Regions from separate parts of the Lactuca sativa genome. Here region 2 is linked to region 1. A link is a contact called in public Hi-C data. All regions are on one chromosome and are shown on one strand. Each heading gives the region's core, a stretch centred on a gene start, on an enhancer-like site or on the middle of the called end of the contact. The rest is flanking DNA. Distances are from core to core; before and after follow the strand shown.

The links. A called contact is a pair of places that touch in the nucleus more often than the background predicts.
Region 2: a contact with region 1 is called in a Hi-C map of bud, with 10 times the contacts expected there. The contact joins the promoter of LOC111883708 here to the promoter of LOC111883738 in region 1. A contact is called at or near these places in 4 of 4 Hi-C or Micro-C datasets (bud, leaf and seed).

What each region holds. Positions count from the first base shown.
Region 1 is chr7:91,991,126-91,996,066 of Lsat_Salinas_v11, forward strand. LOC111883738 reads right to left here and starts at 3,450. Exons shown (of 9, transcript XM_023880063.3): 1 at 3,219-3,450; 2 at 2,777-2,880; 3 at 2,466-2,604; 4 at 2,267-2,338; 5 at 1,281-1,337; 6 at 1,163-1,209; 7 at 898-993; 8 at 575-632; 9 at 20-281. The coding sequence starts at 2,866. The coding sequence ends at 265.
Region 2 is chr7:92,151,883-92,157,601 of Lsat_Salinas_v11, forward strand. LOC111883708 (probable protein phosphatase 2C 6) reads left to right here and starts at 1,800. Exons shown (of 4, transcript XM_023880033.3): 1 at 1,800-3,198; 2 at 4,051-4,386; 3 at 4,584-4,689; 4 at 5,251-5,719. The coding sequence starts at 2,596. The coding sequence ends at 5,588.

The sequences.
Region 1 (4,941 bases), core at 2,200-4,699:
AAAGAAAAAACATCACATGTAAATTTCAATTTTAATCTTCACTAGGCTTCTAGAATTCAAATTATTCACATTTTCACTTCCCACTTGTTCCATACCACAGCAACTCTATTTTACTGGTCAAAAGGTTTATAAGCATAAGCATTGCATAGGAGTCAAGTAGACCATGACATTTCACAGTTTACCTTACTAGATTAAGTCATATCCCCACTAAGTCATTAAGTCAAAAAAAAAGTAGTTACAAAATTAATGGGTAAGCAGCATTTCCTAGTAGCAACCCTCATCTGCAACAAAAAAAATTACAAAATCAGCACAAATATACCAAAATTTGTGAATATGAAGTGGGAGTCGTTAAAAGGGTTTGGACTTCACGAGACAAACTTTCTAGGGCTATTTTTTATAATGAGGGCATTTGTGTCTTTTCACAAACAAGATGCCAAAAGCGGATCTTGTCCCACCTTTTTGGATGGAATAAAAAAAGTACAATTTGTCTTATTGACATCAGTCTCAGTCTTGTGACTTTATGTAAAAAATGAGGCCATAGTGCATATAGAGTAGTTTGAATGATTTAGCATACCATCAGCATGATCATCATTCATGTTGAAATCATCTTCATCATCATCATAATCCCGGCCCTATGAATCCCATGAATTTAAAATAAATAATCACAAAATCTTTATTTTTAAGGAGTTTCATTTAAAATATGGATTGTGCTCCTTGTGGACACTAGGCTGTTACGTCAATTGTCAATTGTCAGCCACCTAGTGGGGCCCACTGTGTATCTGATTCACATCTGACATGATGGTTCTTGGGTCAGAACAGTTTGTTCCCCCTTTTTGAATAGGACAAAAAGTAGCATCTTTTGTCCAATAAAAAAAAAAAAGTAAAATTTATATATACAAGTGCATAATCATCTTGGCTGTCATCTTCTTCTTCTTCCATATTTTCAATGTCTTCATCCTCTTCTTCATCGTCTTTCTTTTCCTCATCTTCATTCTAAACAACAAAAAATACCAATCTACTTTCATTTATTCCAGCATTATATTGTAGCATCATAACTTCATTTCTTTTTATTTTGATGATATTGGTATAATTTATTAGATTTTTAAAGTAGAATGTTGTTGTAATAAACAAATATTGAATGTGATAAAAGAAAAGTAAGTACCTGAGGCCTCAGGTCAAGCTTCTCAAATAAATCCAATCTCTGTAGGTCTGCCAAAAAGAATATTATAATTATATTTAACAAATAAAAGATATTTTAAGAAGTGAAATGAATTAAAAACCTGACTGTAGATCCCATTGGGTCTTTTTCTTCTTCATAGGTCTCACATTCTTTCCAACTGTTTGAAAAAAAAAATCAATAAAGTATGTTGGTTGTGTTAAATAGATTAAGGTATAGAATGTGAAACAATATATTTTTATGCTTAAATAATTATATATATTTAAGGAATCATAGAAAAAATTACAAAATCTCATGTCTGTTTGATTGAATGAAAATATGAAATAGATATGAATATATGATAATGGTAATGGAATGAATTCTCATATGAATGTCTTATAATATATATAAAATGCTTATTTCAACTCTACTCTATATATTATTTAATTAATGAACTCTTGATTTAAACAAAAAAAAAATGAACATAATAAAAAAAACTCATATAAGAATATAATAAAAATATAATTTTCGGGTAATAGGGTTAATAATCTCATAAAAGAGTAAAAGACCTTATATTTTGTGTTTTTTCAGGTTAAACCTTAACTTTATTTTTTTTCATGAAAAAGACCTTGTATTTTTTTCATTTTTTCCAATCTGGCCCTTTTAGTCATTTTTCTCCAAACAGAGTTGTAAAATGTGAGGGTTTTCTCAGGAAAAACTAAAAAAGTTGAGGAGTTATTTGGAAACATTTAGAAGGTTGAGGATTTTTTCGGAAAAAAAAAAAGTTGAGGGTTTTTTGGTAAAAAATATAAGGTCTTTTCATGAGCAAAAGAAGATAAGGTTTAATCCGGAAAAAAAAAAAAAACAAAGTATAAGGTCTTTTATGAGAAATTGTAATTTAATTAAACTCATAATCTTTTCTTAAAAAGGATGTATCTCATAAAAAATTACATAGATAAAAATGGGGTTATTATATCGTCTTCATTTAAAGAAAACACCCATAGGATAAGGAATGAAAATTAACATAACAGAAGAAAGGAATCACATTCCTTCAAGAATGGCTGATTCCATTCCATGAATGGAATCAACCATTCCATTCTTTTTACTTACCTAGTTCTGCTGGAACATAGTCTGTAGTCAGCATCATATAGTCTGAAAGTGGAGGCCTTCTATTAATACTTTCTGCCACCACAATTTCCACATAAAAAAAAATCAAAAACATTATCATATCATATCATATAAAAGATAACAGAAGAAGTTTAGAAACTTAATGGACATATGCAATTTAAAGATCGAATGGAATGCTTACTTTTACCACTTTCACTCAGATCCTCCAAATAATAAGGAGATGAATTCCAAAACTTTTTCAGATTATCAGCTGATGATACTAAAGTCCAGTAATCGTCTTTTTTTTGCTTAAGATTGACATCAGGGAGGTCTGTGATTTCCTGCAAGAAAGAAATTGTTTGCATTACAACTATGGCACACCAAAGAATAGAAGATCATAAGATCTCTTTCTATAAGTTCTTCAAGGTTTATACCAATATGTCAAAAAGAGAACTAAACTAGAAATATAATCAAATATTAGTATAAAAAAGAAGAAACAAAACTTTAACTTACAGGAAATACTTCGTACTTCTCTTCTTTTGCAAAACGAACAAAACCACCACCAAAACCACCTCGCCCACGTCCCCTTCCTCTCCACGACATCTCTACAATATGTTCTTAATCATGTAATTGGCAAGAATAATTAGAAACATTTACATGACAACTGATCGAATGTCAAAACAGACAGGAAACTCATAGTCTCAGGACTGTCATTAGAAGTTACAAACTACAAGGTCACAAACAAATAAGAAATCAGTGAACTACATGATCAATTTGATCATATATATCAAATAAAGAGTGAATTCATACAAATCCAGTCATCTACATGATCAATTTTACGAAGTAAAGAGTGAACACATACAAAATCAGTCAAATATATGATCAGTTTGATCAATTTTATCAAATAAAGAATGTAGCAGTGAACTCATACAAAATCGGAAACTTAAAAGAAAACCTGAGACTAAATGGCCGAGTCGAGATGGAGATGGAAATGGAGCAGTGGGATTCGCCCTTTCGCCGGAGATAGATTCGTGGAGGCCGGAGATGTCGCCGGAGGTGAGTCGTCAAGGGTGGAGGGTCGGTGATCAAAGAAGTCGGGAAGACGTGAGGCTATTTTGAGCACCGTAAACCACTAAACCCTAACGAAAAGTGTCTTGGCCTAACGCATCACGTGTTTAAAAAGCCTCTCCTAATAGATCTATTCATAGCGATTATTAAAAAAGAAATAAATGAACATATTCTCCTAATAAATCTATTTATAGCAATTAAAAAAGAAATAAATAAAGATATATGGACAATACGTCAGGGTTTATGACTTATTAAGGTAATTAACTTTTCGATTTGTTTATATCTGGGTAACTATTTTTTTTACATATCTGGATAACGAACTTTTTAGAAGTGTTCACATATGACTAGGGTTGTTCACTATTTGGATAAAACCGAATTGTCTAATTGGACAATTTGGATCAGGCTATTTGGTTCAGTTATTCAGATTTTTGGATTGGTTTTCAGTAAAACCGAATTATTATTTTGAATTTCGGATTGATTTTGGTTTATAAACTAAGGATCGAATAGTCCAAAAAAACCAAATAACAACTTATTCTCTATTTTTCAAATGTATCTTTAACTATTTATAAATTTACTAAATTATTATTTTTAGTTATTAGAAATTTTCATTGAATATACTACTTTAAAATTACTTCTTATTAAAAGTTTTTTTTGTCAATGACATATTAACTATAATATATTTTCTTAGTATTTGCTCATAAATTATAATTTATAAGAAAAAATAGTTTCCTTATAGATATTGTTAATATTCAAGTTATATATTTTTCAAAATGTTTTGCCTCTTGAAAACCGAATTGTAAAAACCGATCCAACCGAATTGTAATTTGGTTGGATCAGATCGGATTTAAATTTAGTTTGAACTATTCAAATCAATGTTTTGAAAACCAAAATCTATTCGGATTCACTTGATCGGATCAGATCAAACCAATTCATCCAAACGAACACCGCTACATATGACCATTATGATCGATTGTAACAGGTTACATCCGGTCATAATAGTCATACGTGAACACTTTCGAAAAGTTTGTTATCTAGATATGTACAAAAAAAATGGTTACCTAGATGTGAACAAACCAAAAAATTAATTATCATGATAAGTCAATTTCTTTTCTTTTTTATTTTACCTTCTAATTTTGATTTGGTATAAAATTTAACCTAAATGGTAAATATTTGAAAACCATACCATTTTGGTAAATATCTTTTTAAAATACACTACTTTGGTAAAATAAAATAAAATAATTAGAAAAATAATAATAATAATAATAATAATAATAATAATAATAATAATAAAACTCTAGATTTGACTTGGAAAAAAAACACATTGTTGTTTTATATAATTTTATTGTTTAATATATTAAATATAAAAAAAATCAAATTTACTAGAGATTAAAATATCATAAATAAAGAGTGCAGACCAATAATGTTAAGAAGAACATCAAAGTCGACGACGACAGATAAATCGATTGATTTTAGTTCTCTTAAAGTATGGGGAATCAAATCCAGAATGTTGTCGGTTCTCTTATGATGTAATTTGATTCCTCTAACTTGAAAATAATCGACAAATTGTTGCCACAAAAGGGGATAAAGATGGCACCATTTGATGAGTTAAA
Region 2 (5,719 bases), core at 550-3,049, 160 kb after region 1:
TCAGATGTACTATCATGTTGATCATTGCTTTTACCTTTTGTACTTGTCTCTTTGTATCTTTACATGTTTACTCATTCTTCTTAATAAATAAAAATCTTTTTACCACATGTCACATTCTCATTTATTTTGTCACATATAATTTTGTGATTATTTTAAGTTAATTTATATTCCACATGTTATTTTATGAGTTTTTCATTTTATTCAATTCTAGATAGTATTTGAATGCATAATAAATGCATATCAATTTTATTAATGAACTTTTCTTCTAATTTCAAAATTATTAAATTAAAAATTCATTAATTATCTGAATTTATTTATCTAAATTATTTGTTTAAATTTAAAAAAAGAACAGTTTAATTTTTATAATTCAATATTTTCTCATTTTCCTTATAAATTTATATTTCTCAAATGTTTAGAATTTTGTATTTTATTTTATTTTTTAAATAAACTCATATAGTAAGTGGATCTCACATCTAATGGGCTATAAATAATAATGGGCTATAAATAATAATGGGCTATAAATAAACAAATCAACCAGTGTATCATGTACATTTTTGTATACTACTTCAAAAGATTAATAAAATTAGTCACTTTCCTATAAAACATTATTTGTGTTCTTTATTTATTTTCAAGGTCATTTACTTTTTCTCATTAACTATCGCATTTAATACATTAGTTAATCATTCAAGACTAGATTTATATTATTTGTTTCTAATATTGTTTTTTATATGTACTCCTAATTATCATCTAAGCCTCAAATAAAATTTAAACTAATGACAGGATCACTCCATAACTCTAGGCCATAAGCCCTTTGAGTCTAATATTGGTGTTCGATATTCAAAATTTCTATTATTATTTATCACTAACACGCCATGACGTAAATTGTTCTTAGCAAAAAAAAGGTTATAATATGTGTAATAATAATTTGATGGTTATAAAAATTTATACACAAAGAAAACAACTTAAAAAAGATAACAAAAAGCGGCCAAAAAAACAACACCACGTGTATGACACAAGGGAAACAACACCAACCAGGTTCTTGCGTTGACAATGACAAATGACCAACCACTAAACACATAATTGTAGGCAAAATAAATAAATAAATAAATATTATTTTCTTTCAAATAATTTGAACATTTTTGTTAAAGATTTTATTAAAATAACTTTCTTGAATAGATAACCTTAAAATAATTGAATTTTATAAGATTTAAATTAAATGTATTTACATATTTGATGGATAATAAATATCTTTTTATAATATTAAATTATTTATTTACTTAAAAAAAAACAACCCATAAGAAATCGAATAATTTAAGTGCAATTCCTTTTCGACCTTGGATATGATATTTCATTCGAACACGTCATGCTTAGTCACAACAAATTTTCACCACAAAAAAGTGAAAATTAATCATTTGTCTTTTTATTTTTCTCTCTTTTATTCTTCCATATAAACTATAACAATTATGATATTAGATGGATTATGTAAGTATTAATTATAATTATAAATAAATATATTATAGAATAAAAAAACCCAAAAAATCTACTTATAGTTGTCTAAATCTCATCATTTATTACCTAAAAAAGAAAAAAAAATAATCAAGATATAGACTTGACTCAACAATGGATGATGCTTTAGAGGGGACATGGAAGCCTTCTATTGGTGAAAAGAAAAAGATAAAATAAATAATAAAGCAAATGACAAATGACAAATAATAAATGTGTGGAGATGCTTTATTATATGCTTTTCTAAGTTTTTCTTGACACCTGCGGCCTGCCTTATGTCCTTTGTCTACTCAATTTCTTGTTCTCCATTAAAAAATATTTATTTCTCTCTTTTTTTTTTTTTTTTTTTTTCCCATTTTTCAATTTCTCCATCTTCTTCTTTCTTTCTTGCTCGTACCCAATAATCGAGAAATGGGCAATCACATTCACCTCTAAAGATTCAATCTTGAAACCAAAACTCGTTGAGATTAACAGATTATGATATAAAGTAAACCGAAGGAAGGTTGTGAAGAACAACAAGAAGAACAAACAACAGTTTATCTTCAACCATATGTGTAAAGATTAGGTAAGTGAGAAAGACACTTGAAAACTTTAACATGTTTGATGATTAGTACCCTTTCTCTCTTGGTTGTTATTATTGCTGAAAGTTGGAAAAAAGAAGAAAGAAGAAGAGAGGTTGATATCGGTTGCCTCAGATCCAGGGAACTCCAAAAACTTTAAGTAGAGAAAAGGCTACATCTTTTTTGGGTTTCCCTGTGATTCTCGAAACTTTTTCCCCTCTCTTTCTGTATTTCCTTAAAATTTCTCCCTTTTTCTCGTGTCTAGAGCTTCAAAGATTGTCGAATCTTTGTGGGGTTTCCTTGGAAATCTGTATGGAAGTAGATATCGAAACATTTTAGATCAACTCCTTCATTAAAATTCTTGTTTTTTTCACTAGATCCGACCACCCATTTCGATTCGTTTTCTTCATCGCGTTTGATTTTATTCATAGCCTTATAGATTTATAGGCATGGGCAATATGAATTAGTCAAACAATGACTTTTTCGAGGGTGGTTTTTTGTAAATTTAACTTCAAACCCGATAGTGATTTTAATGGAGGAGATACTTCCGGCGGCTTCAGTGCCATTAAGCTTACGTAATCCAATCTGTAAAATAATCACTGAAATACAAACCCCACAAGTCGAACAACTGATCATGGGTGATAAAATTACTTTCGATGATCAAAATTCCGATTCCGGGTTTCAAGAAAGTGAAGATGAATTGATGTCATTAGAGGGTGATCGAATCTTTGAAGCGTCATGTACTCTTTCTGTCGTCAGTGATTCCAGTAGTTTATGTGGTGAAGATTTTATAGCATTCGAGTCTTTAAATACATTGCAATCAGAAGATAGTGAAAAGGGCGTTTGCTCGGTTGAAGGGATTGATAGGGTTGATGACGTGGCAAAGGAGATTGTTGTTTCTGATAAGGTGTCAAGTGGGATTGTAGCAAGAAGTGTGTTTGAGGTGGATTGTGTTCCTTTATGGGGATATACTTCTATGTGTGGAAGAAGACCTGAAATGGAAGATTCAGTTGCAACTGTTCCAAGATTCTTGAAGATTCCTATTCAGATGCTAACAGGTGAAAAGATGACCAAAAGTTTGAGTCATTTGAGTGCTCATTTCTTTGGGGTGTATGATGGACATGGTGGTTCTCAGGTTTGTGTCTTATTTTCATTTTCTATTTTTAGTATGTGAAAATTCGATTTGGATTTGGATGACATTGCTATAATTAGGTGGATTTTTGAAAGTACAATCAACAATGTTGTTGTGAGATTATAGGAAGAAATGAAAGTATTTTGCTATGATAAATAAATCAATGAAAGTATGTTGTTATTTTACTTCTTAAACATAATTACGTAACCCTTTGTAGAATGTTGAAGTGTAAATGAAAGTGTGTTGGTATGATCGAGTTTGACTTTTTAGTCAAATTGGTTATTTTTCAACTTGTAAATTTTCATGTTTTTTGAGAAAATTCAGCAGCGAATTTCAAACGTTTGGAGTATATTGCAAGTGGGAATATGGTATTAGTATGATATAGCTGACTTTTTGGTAAAATTGATTGTTTTTCAACTTATTAATTTTCATATTTTTTTAATTTCAAACTTTTGGAGTATATTACAAGTGGGAATATGGTATTGTTTGATTGTGTAATGAAATCACTATCACTTCATTGAATAAGATGTCATTTGTAGGACCTTAAAAGTCAGTTTGACTTCTACATTGGTTATATGTCAACTTTAAAATGGATATAAATCTTCATGTTTTTTTAAGAAAATCCAGCAACAAAAATCAAAGCTTTTGGAGTATATTGCAAGTGGGAATATGGTATTGTCATATTTTTAACGAAATCACAATCAATTTATTTCAATAACAAGTCAATTGTAGGGCCTTAAAAGTCAACTAATAAATAAAAGTACAATGCTATAACAAACTAATAAATAAAAGTAGGTTGCTATATCTTGCATTTTAACCCTTATATTTACATCTAACTTGTAAGGTTATTGCCAGGTTGCAAACTATTGTAGTGGGCGTGTTCATACTGCTTTACAAGAGGAATTAGAACCACTTATGGCGGCTTGTAGTGGTGATGGAAGCAATGTTATAAACACCGAAAATAGTTGCCAAGATTTGTGGAAAAAAGCTTTTGTCAAGTGTTTCCTTAAAGTTGATGATGAAATTGGAGGAAAACAAGGGAACCTTGAAATCATAGCTCCTGAAACCGTGGGGTCCACCGCAGTTGTTGCCTTGATTTGTTCCTCACATATAATCGTATCAAATTGTGGGGATTCAAGAGCCGTTTTATGCCGAGGAAAAGAAGCCATGGCACTTTCTGTAGATCATAAAGTAAGATTTTGGTATTTTGGTTTATATGAAAGTAGAATAATGAAAGTATGTTGCTATTTGCAAAACTTGAAGTCTTGAGACCTGACTTATGGATTCTCACCTCCTTACTGCTTGGGCAAGCATGTGGGGACTTATGGATTCTCACGTCATTGATTTACTTTTTAATTGATGTTATTGTTGTTTATATATTGAAATAGCCAAATCGGGAGGATGAATATGCAAGGATAGAATCTGCGGGAGGCAAGGTGATACAATGGAATGGGCATCGTGTTTTTGGTGTTCTTGCAATGTCAAGATCTATTGGTAATTGTTCTTTTCTACTTTCACTTTTGGATGACATTGCTATAGTTGAGTAGATTTTTCTAAATACAATGTTGTAATCGGTAGAAATGAAACTAGAATGCTATGATAAACAAATTAATAAATGCATGTTGCTTAGTTTCTTGCATTTAACCCTAGTTAATATGTCATAGTAGCATTTAGATTTTAGTATTCATTTCAAAATGTCTAAAATACTTCCATTTCTTTCGGTTACTACAACATTGTACTTTCATTTTTTTTTTCTTATTAAGGTATTGTATGTAAAAATCTACCAAATTATAGCATGACACGTTTTAACATTATTTCTTATTATAGTAGTAAAATTTGCTTTGTATTTTGACAACATTGATGTAATGGGTAGATTTTTGAAAGTATAATTTACTCTTGAAAAAACTATCCAATCATTAGTAGTTTTAAATATTTTTTATTATAGAGTGAAACTTGCGTTTGGATTTCGGTGACATCTCTATCTCTATAACTGAATAGAATAGATTTTTCAATAGACAAATGTCTAAAATGCCCTTGAACAATGACAATTGACAGGTGACAGATACTTGAAACCATGGATCATCCCGGATCCGGAAGTGACATTCATTCCACGAGCCAAAGAAGACGAATGCCTAATTCTTGCAAGCGATGGTTTATGGGATGTGATGAGCAACGAAGAAGCATGTGAAATCGCTAGAAAAAGAATACTCGTTTGGCATAAAAAGAACGGCGCAACCAGTCTTCCACCAGAAAGAGGCGGAGGGATTGATCCGGCAGCCCAAGCGGCGGCGGAAAGCCTCTCAAATCGCGCTCTTCAAAAAGGAAGTAAAGATAACATTACGGTGATTGTTATTGACTTGAAAGCCCAAAGAAAGTTTAAGACCAAAACATGATCCATCATATTCATATAATCATATATATAGTAACATGAATTCATAAGTGTACAATGTTGCTATTATTGTCCAGTATTATTCAAAACAAAGAGCCCATTTGTTTTTCATGTGGGCCGATATGTTTGTTTGTT